Regions from separate parts of the Astyanax mexicanus genome. Here region 2 is linked to region 1. Evidence: chromatin contacts called from public Hi-C data. All regions are on one chromosome and are shown on one strand. The core of a region is the stretch at or near the end of the contact, and the rest is flanking DNA. Distances in the headings are between cores, read along the strand shown. Region 1 overlaps snrkb (SNF related kinase b). Region 2 holds the start of ldhd (lactate dehydrogenase D).

Region 1 (4,651 bases), core at 1,357-3,856:
TTCTTCATAGTTTGGATGACAAAAAATTGATAAATAATAAAAAACACTGTTTTAAAGGTGTCCAAAGTTTTGACTGGTACTGTATGTAAATGGTTAAACTATTCAATGATATGCAAAAAGCATGTTAACTGATCACAAAGTTTTACCTCAGTTAATAACTTGCAATTTAACAAAATTGCAATTTTAACAATTTAATAAAATGCAATTTAACACCAACATGAGCCTTAATTACACACTAATGATCAGAGATCTTTCAAACTCACATCACTAAGGCCAGAGCCGCTAACTTTCCACTGATTTCTGTAATAACTACACTAATAACACAGTACTGTACTTTTATGTTCAGTACTTCAGTACTACATTTTACAATAAACTACCTGCAATACTAAAGTACAAAAATCTTGAATACTTAAAGAGCATTTGTATTTTACTCATCTGGGTCTCTAGTACTTTATACATCTCTGCTAATGAGTAGTTTATTAATGATGATGTGAAATTCTGAGTAATATTGTTAAGCACATTTTCAACACTGTTGATGATCTTGTTTGGAAATCATTTCTTAAGACAGTATTGTTTAGTGATCTATTGCATCTTTAGTTATCAAGGCGGTGAAAAAACAAATTAAATTGGTCACATTTGTGCTTTATGTATGTAAAGTTTTTGTGTGTTTGTGTGTGTTTTAGAGCACTGGAGGCTGACAGATATAACCACATCACAGCTACATATTACCTACTGGGAGAACGCATCCTACGAGACAAGCAGGAGCAAAATGGCCTCGCTCCAGAGCAAAGGCATACAGAGTGAGTCAAACACACACCTGTCTGCATATAACAATGCATGTATCTTCCTCTTTACCTCCTGCTTAACATCAGCATGAAGCATTAAATTACCATTAACCACTTACCAGGCCTTGGCCGTATATAAAACCCCCTTTATCTGCAGTAAAATAAGTTATTTACATTCTGAAAACTTTGAGGGATTTGGAGATTCCTACAGGACTACAAAAAGTAGTTCACTCTCTAATCCACTTTATATTTAAGTAATAGGATTCAACTTCAAATTATGCATCTTTGAAAATAGGCACAAAAACTAGTAGTTTTGTAATGAAATGAAAGATTTGGAGAACATGAAGTGTTTAAATTGTATTCACTAAAATATTGATTTTAAAATCAGTTATTTCAATTCAAAAAAGCACCAATTTTGTTATTTTTATTCATTACATTTTGACAGTTGCAGATTTAGCTTTTTAATATTTTAAATAGTTTTTTTTAAAGATTTAGTCTTATCAAACATGAAACCTTTATATGTTATGCTTGAATTGAAATCCTCAGGATAAAGGCGTGTATTATTAGGCAGAAATTGTACAAAAATGCCTGCCTGTTAATGGGTTAAATTATGTGACTTATGTGAATTATGTCACTAAGCTATTACCATAAGTTGACACATGTATCAAAGTCTTTTGCTCTGTTGGAAGTTCTGTCTATCCACAAATACACTTTCACACCCCTGAAATCAACTGAATATTTACAGTATGTTACCCGTTATAAGATGATGACCATGATACTGGAATGTAACGCATGCTGAACTAACTTTCTCACCTCGACAGGAGGCCCTTATCTGAGCCACTGGACCTGGTGGAGGGCCGGAGTCCCCAGGCCGATCCCCTGAGAGGTGCAACTTTGGCTCCTGTGGCTCCACTAGGCTCCCTATCTCCAGGGTTCCCCCGCCGGGGCGTGTGTGAATCCGGAGACCTGCTGGCTCCCAAAACCAGTCGTCAAGACGGCTCCTTCGGCGACTTTGGTGCCCCAAGCTCCTGCCTGGGTCTTAGTCTCCGTTCTGTAGCTCCAGAACCAGCCCCAACTGTGAAAAGCCTTGGGGCTCTACAACAAATCTGTGAAGAAGAAGAGGAGGACGATGTGGAAGGTGAAGAAAAGGAGCAAGGTGAAGTTCAATCTGCTCAGCAGGTTAGCAAACCTTGCTTAGAAGTGTCAGAAGAACCTTCTTCAGAATCGTCTCACTCACTTTCTGGCTCAGAGCAGAGGAAAGGAAGAGGGAAGGTTGGGATGTTAGTAGAGGAGGCACTTCAAGAGGTGGAAGAAGAATGTGGTAAAGAACAGGAATCACAAGATTTAGCGGCTAATATCTGCAGGATGACTGAGGAGCATCAAGAGAAGCACACCAGCAAACAAATCAGTGAAGATAAGGAGACCATGTCCCAGACTGAGGGAACACAGAACAATAAGCACCCAGGAAGGGATGGACTGGGGAACAATCTTGACAGCACTGAAGATGAAGGACGGAGGGAGCAGAATGGACCTCCTCCAACAGAAGCACCTAGACTTAATGCTGTGCAATGTTGCTTGGGTCAACTTGAGCCCTCCAAGGACACTCTAGAGGACAATAACAACACTCCTTCCAAGGCAAAGCTTCTGGACAAAGGTGTGATCTCTGCCCCCTGCAGTTCACCACGCTCTTTGCCCAAGAACCACTGCGTGGACCTGGGCCCAGATGGAGTGGAGATGCGCAGGATGGGTGGGGAGGGTGAGAAAGTGGAAGAGACCCATACCAAACCTCAACAGGGCCACCGGGTATCTAGGGATGCCGGGACGGACATCAAGAACAAGAACGTGAACCTGCGAGACCGCCTGTTGCAGTTTCCTCTCTGTGAGAAAGCCCTGTCCTTCAATATTCAGCCCACCTCCAAAGAAAAACTGCTTCCCTTCGCACAGTATAACTGTTGCCACGTGCTATAGGACGAGAGAGACGTTCTGATGAGAATGAATGAGGAGAATGTGAAAGATCGAGAGCAAGCCTCTCTCTTTCCCAGATCTCTACATTCCCTAAACGTGTATAAGCCGTCCAGACCTTCTCCAGCATCATTAAATCATGCTAGCTCGTGGATCAGGTTACTTCTCATTTCTCCTCCCTTCTCCAACACCAGTAGTTTTTAAAAGACACAGTGTGTGTGTTCTCCTCTCTTACTGTGACCTCAGAGGTGCTCTGGCTACACACAGAAAGCGCCCAATCTACTTATCTTACACCTGTAGCTGCTCCCACCCCCAACCCAGCAGTCCCTGCTGCTTTCCCGTGTGGCGGCTAACCTCCTAGCGCTGCTGTGTATATAAACACCTGTATCTACTGATGCCATTCGCTGCATTGTGTGCTATCTCAGTGACCTTTACTAGAGCTAGAGTATGTCTTGCCAGTGTAGAAGCCCCCTGTTTAATACAATCGCTTTGTTGTTTTGCACTCTTAACGGCTTCTCCAGAACAGATCTTCACCTAAAAAAGATGTCAAGTCAAGAGGGAGATGTAAAGCACATGTGAAGCAGATGTTAAATAAATAGTTTGATTACATGCTTTAGTGTAAAATGAAACATAAACTGATCAGCCATAACATTAGCACCACCTCCTAATATTGTGTATTAAGTCCTTGCTACTATTCGGAGAATTTATTGACCAAAAAAAACAAAAAAAAATTAACAGCAGGTGCTGTTAGCATGAGCATCAGTGATGCTTGGGTCCTGTGATCCTATTGCCGCTCCATCGGCTGGCCTTCCTTAATGGGGAACACTCCACAAGACACGCTTGATGTTCTGGAGATATTTTGAACCAATCGTTCAGCCATTACTGTTTAGTTATTTTCAGTTTGGAGTGTCTCAGATCCTTTTCTTTTTTGGCTTTCTTGCTTCCACCATATGAACTTAAGAACAGAAAAAGCCTCTGTAGATTAATATAATCAATATATATATTCCCAAGTTCACTTATCAGTGGTGCTAATGTTATGGATGTTTGGTGTATAGCACTATTAATATTGTTGATTTTTCATTTTTGCATTGGCTAATGCGCCGAGCATCAGTTAGCTGGTTAAATTATTTCCTGCACTTAAAACCCAGACAGAGAAAAAAAAGTTCTGAATTTGTCTGAAGATGACTCCAGATTTTAGGTTTCCTGAGGCCTCACAGCATCTCCATCGCATTCAAGATTACTATTAGATACCACATAACAATCAGCATGACGCTGGGAAACCTTTGAGAACCGCAGTTTGGTTCAGTTAATGGATCACAGTCTAGTGTAGGAAGGTGCATGGCATTGGCCCTATGGCATCTGTCCCTGTTCCTCTGGCCAGACTGTAAGTGGGGGGGTTTAGTAGGGCCAGGATGCATGAGAGGCAGATTGAGCATTTAACTGTTTGGGAGCACGGATACGGGAGCATGCTACATTAGCAAAGCTTAGACTAGCATTAGCGCCACGCTAGCTGGGTTGACCAGGGAAAGGCTTTGGAATATATCTGAAATACATTTTTCCATGGAAAAGGACTTGAACAGAGGTTATAGTGAAAGACTTTCTGTGAAAAGGACATTATCCGACGAGAGAAGACTGGTCTTCCTGAAGCTATTTTTTTGATGTGTTTTTCTTTCAGACAAATGGAGTCAATGGATATTCTTGGAAATGTTATGGGATTTTTTATCATATCAGAGCCTTATTAAGGGTATGTTGGAAACATGGTGACGAGTTCATATCATTCATTGTTTTCATTGATTTTGTATTTAATTTGGTTTTATTTCAGTTTTTACATAAGAGGACCTTCTTGAGAGAATGGAAGAGTTTGGGTGTAAAATCTTGAACATTAATCTTGACGTTATTGTTTA
Region 2 (4,651 bases), core at 891-3,390, 69 kb before region 1:
ATGTCACTAAGTAAACTTTTGATCAAATTATTGTCAAATATCTAAATTCTACTAAAATCTACTAATATCATATTTTTGTACTATAAATTGCACTGGATTATAAGGTGCATTATGTTACGCTAGTAAGGCACAGGTGTGTCACCATGATTTCCTCCTAATTCAGCAGGTTTCGTACTCTGTGGCTGTAAAGCTAAGATAAGTTAAGTAAACAAAACTGTATTTCTTAAAAATATATATATATATATTTTAAAGTCAAACCAGCTCTACACAGATTTCTCTTCTGAAAACTGTTTATTTGGGGGAGTTAAATGCTTGACTGGTAAAATTCATACATAATACAATAATACATACATCATACATCGGGCACACTGGATTTTAAGGCAAACTGATGATTTCTGTGAAAAATAAGGTACTTAGAATAAACTATATCGCACAATACTACTACAGGAGTGGTGTTACAGTAACATACTTTTCTTAAGCTCACAGGTGAGTCTTGGTTGTGAACAGTAAACAGTAAATTACTGGAAGGGGAGGTCTCTGCTGTCTCACCTGTGCACTGACTCATCCCTCCCATGCTGTTCCCTGACTGCTTCACCCAGACTCACACCTTCATCCCCACTGACGGAGCGGAACGCTGCTACTGCTCGCTCAAGCCCTTCACTCTGCAGAGAACATACAGAACATGATAACATTTATTTACACTTCACACTTTACTTCTATATTCAATATTGTATATTTGTGTAGATTTACACATTCTTGTTTGTTTATAAATACACATTTGTGCATAATATATACATTCTATCAGTTACTTACATAACTGTACCATGCAACTGTCATCAAAGCAGTTACTGCAAGTTATACCACATGATGACTATGGATGTGATAAAACATTCTTTGATTTGATTTAAAAAGCAGAAAAGTAGCCTCATACTCTGTAAGCCACATTTCACTGTGTGTTTGATAACAGTTGGGTGTACAATGTAACTTTATGAGCAGTGTAGGGAGCATGTTCAGAGGCACTGACTATTTTTGATTTTTGATTGTGACTGCACTTGAGAATACTTTCGGCACAGGATAAGTTCAGCACAGCTGTTAATTGAAAACCATTCTAGACTCTACCTCATAAAGCTTACTGTGAAAACGCAAAGATGTTTAAAGCTGCCATCTAATCAAGAGGTATAATCTAAAATATAAAACATATTCTGGTTTGTGACCATCAGTAAATTTTACATTTCATTTGGAAACCAAGTGACCAGAGTCTGGAGGAAGAGTGGAGAGACACACAGTCCAAACTGCTTGAGGTCTAGTGTGAAGTTTCCACAATCTGTGGAAAACAGTGCAGCGTTTTCCTTGACCACTTCTTGCTTCATTCTGCTGATAACTTTTATGGAGATGCAGATTTCATTTTCCAGCAGGATTTGGCACGCGGCCCACATCTCATTGGCTGTAAGCCATAATCATACAATAAAATAAATAAACGATTAAAATAGATCAATCTGTGTGTAATGCATCTATATAATACATGAGTTACACTTTTTGGACTGAATTACTGAAATAAAGTAACTTTTCAATGATATTCTAATGAGATTCAATTTCTTTGCGATGCAAATGTATGTTGTTATAGTTTGAAGGACTTACTAGTATTCGTATTAATCAACAATGCAGAACATTTTTAAAATAATGAAAAAAAAAAAAAGCTCTGAATGATCAGTGATGAAGATGGTGATGAGTAGAGGCGCACCCTACTTCTTCTATATTATAAATACTTAAGGTGGAACACAGAATTGTAGAGTAAGAGTAGAGTACTGCAGGACTACAGGCTGGTTAGGAAAAGAGAACTACTCTAAGCTCTGAGTTTAGTAAATTAATCTAGCTGAGTTAAAGGTGCTGCTGCTGTTTCTGAATGTTTACCCCCTGAACCCCAGCACGAAGCCTCACCCTCTGGCTGTAGCGCCTCCTCTCTGCTCCTGCGGGCCGCAGCCGAGGCTTCAGGCGCAGCGCTGATCTGAGCAGAGCTCCGGCCATGACTCCCACACCTGCACACCTTCACCGTCCTCACACTACACACACATACACTAAACACATACACACTCACAATCACACACACACTCACACACTGTACTGATGTTCTTCCGGGAGCAGCGTGACGACCAATCAGAGCCGCAGAGCCAGAGCCCAACGCCCCTTTTCTCTGTAAGCCCCGCCCTCTGTGCAGCGGGACGCGTCCCAAACGGGTCTTTAGCTGACTTACAGTTCTGTGCACTATTTATTTATTCAATTATTTTTTCCACTTTGACTGTATAAAGGCAATTTAAGACTGAGTCTCAAACGAAAAGAAGGAACCGAGCAGAATCCAGTAGAATAGAATAGAATAGAATTATTTGGAATAATTTAGAATAATATAGAATACTCTGCATAGAATTGATCTATAATGTATAATATATAATAGACCATTTAGGATATAACAAAAAAAAACATGGGAAACGAATAGAATAGAATAGAATAATTTGGAATCATTTAGAATAATATAGAATACTCTGCATATAATTGATCTATAATATATAATATATAATAGACCATTTAGGATATAACAAAAAACATGGGATACGAATAGAAAAGAATTAAGAGCACAATAGAAAAGTATTTAGAACAAAACAGAACTTGAAATAATAGAATAAAAACCAAATACAATTTAGATTTTTTTTATTTAGAACCCTTTAGGATGGAACAAGTAACTAAAAAAAGCTAAGAATGTAATTTGTCATGGTGAGCACAGAATTGCAGACACGTGCAGATACTGATAAAAATATCCAAGGTAATCCAAGAGGCAGTAGTGAAAACACAGTCCAGGTAATACACAAGCAATTCAATATCAGAGGCAAAGGCAATAATCGGCGTTGAGAAAACAAAGGCAAGGTCATACACAAGATAAACTGATACAAGAGATATAGAACGCTTTGTAAAGAGGAGAACCTACAATACACGGCGTGGGTGTTTGTGTGGAGTGCTCTTTTATAGTGCCAGTAATCAGTATTCAGGACTTCCTGGAGGAAGCAGGTGAGGTGTCACGTGATCAGGTGAGTGCGTGATGTCAGCGGGTGGTGCATTCTGGGTAATGTAGTTGTTGACCTGAGAACCTCCGTTAGAGCTGGGTGTGGAAGGGACAGAGGAGCTAACAGCACCAGACGTGACATAATTAAAAACATAACGGAAACATTTAGAAAAATATAAAATAATCTGGATAGAATTTGTAGGTTTTAGGTTTCGAGGAATATAATATAAATTAATTCGGAACCAAAAAATACCAGAAAAGATCATGAATAGAATAGAATAGAATAAAATAGAATAGAAAACTATTTGGAATATAAAGGAAACTATTTAACAAGAAAAAAATCTGATTATTATTGAACAGTTCTTTATTCTGTTGGTTAATTCACAAAAGTAGAGTCAGCTCTGACTCTCAATACATCACGTGACATGTGAGTAACAGTATCCAGATAGTTCACATGGTGGAGCTGTTGCACTTCTCTTTAGATCATCAGCATGGCTGTGCTATGGCCTGCAGGACCTTAGACCTGCAATCTGTCCTCACATTTCCCTTCTCATTCACTATTAATAATTCAAAATAATAAAAAAATAAAATCAGTTATCAAAAATCATTCAATTTTAGAAGAATCAGTCATAACTGAGGCCTTTCCCTGTTTACACTTTCTATCAGAAAAAGCATCGCATCAGTGTTTCCTTCAGTAATCTGCCCTCTGCCTTTTAGAACTATGACTCTGACTATGACTCTAAAACACAAATCTGACCGATGGTTTGTTTGTTTCAGTAAACCTGCAGTACTGTACAGAGCTACAGGATAATTCTAACACTCACTGACGGAGAAAGAAGCCTGGAATTTACATACAAACCAAAGCAGATGGTAAAAAGGCCACTGCAGGAGCACATGTGCTGATGGCCCCGGGTGTTTTGGGCTCTGGACCAGAAATCATGAGTAGTGCTGCAAATATTCTGGTTTAATTTTCCATGCATCTTATAATACTGTGATTGGGCTGTATGCTTTGGTTCATTCCCAGACATAATTACAAATGATATCTCGCTGGGCGTGTATAATGTCCATATATTCCATAATATATTATATTTAATCGCTTTTAACCAGTGTGTGTCTATTCTGCTTATATTCTGTTTTGTTGGGTAAATATCCATTAATTTCTATTCAGATGTGCATGGCAGTCTATTTCATTCTGTCTGTGTTTGTCTGTGTTCTACCTACTTCTCCCTTTTATTTTATTCTGTTCTATTATTTACCAAGTTTATATATTCTATTCTATTCTATCCTATTCTATTCTATTCTATTCTTTTCTATATCAAGTATATGCATATGCATGCTCACAATTTATGCATATCACGTGTTTTATTCTATTCTATTCTATTCTATTATGTTATACACCAAATGCATTTTCACTTATTTCATTCACTAGCTTCTTTTATTTTATATTCTATTCTATTCTAATACATTCCAATGCCTGGGTGCACATTTATAAATCATATATATCATATCTAGCCATATAGTCCATTCTAATATGTGTGCATGTTGTATTTAATTTAATATACATCCCTAGTTGTACTTTACTCTACTTTTTACTTTACT

The links. A called contact is a pair of places that touch in the nucleus more often than the background predicts.
Region 2: a contact with region 1 is called in a Hi-C map of blood, with 5 times the contacts expected there. The contact joins the promoter of ldhd here to the enhancer-like site in region 1. A contact is called at or near these places in 2 of 3 Hi-C or Micro-C datasets (blood and muscle).

What each region holds. Positions count from the first base shown.
Region 1 is chr10:7,370,201-7,374,851 of AstMex3_surface, reverse strand. It overlaps snrkb (SNF related kinase b), which reads left to right. Exons shown (of 6, transcript XM_049483846.1): 5 at 684-800; 6 at 1,607-4,651. The coding sequence ends at 2,753. Among protein-coding and RNA genes, the nearest start is that of ano10b, 27 kb to the right of the region's middle. Within about 2 kb of position 2,606, the one cell type or tissue checked has an H3K27ac peak away from gene starts, as active enhancers do.
Region 2 is chr10:7,438,999-7,443,649 of AstMex3_surface, reverse strand. It overlaps ldhd (lactate dehydrogenase D), which reads right to left and starts at 2,140. Exons shown (of 11, transcript XM_022683881.2): 1 at 1,939-2,140; 2 at 550-662. The coding sequence starts at 2,025.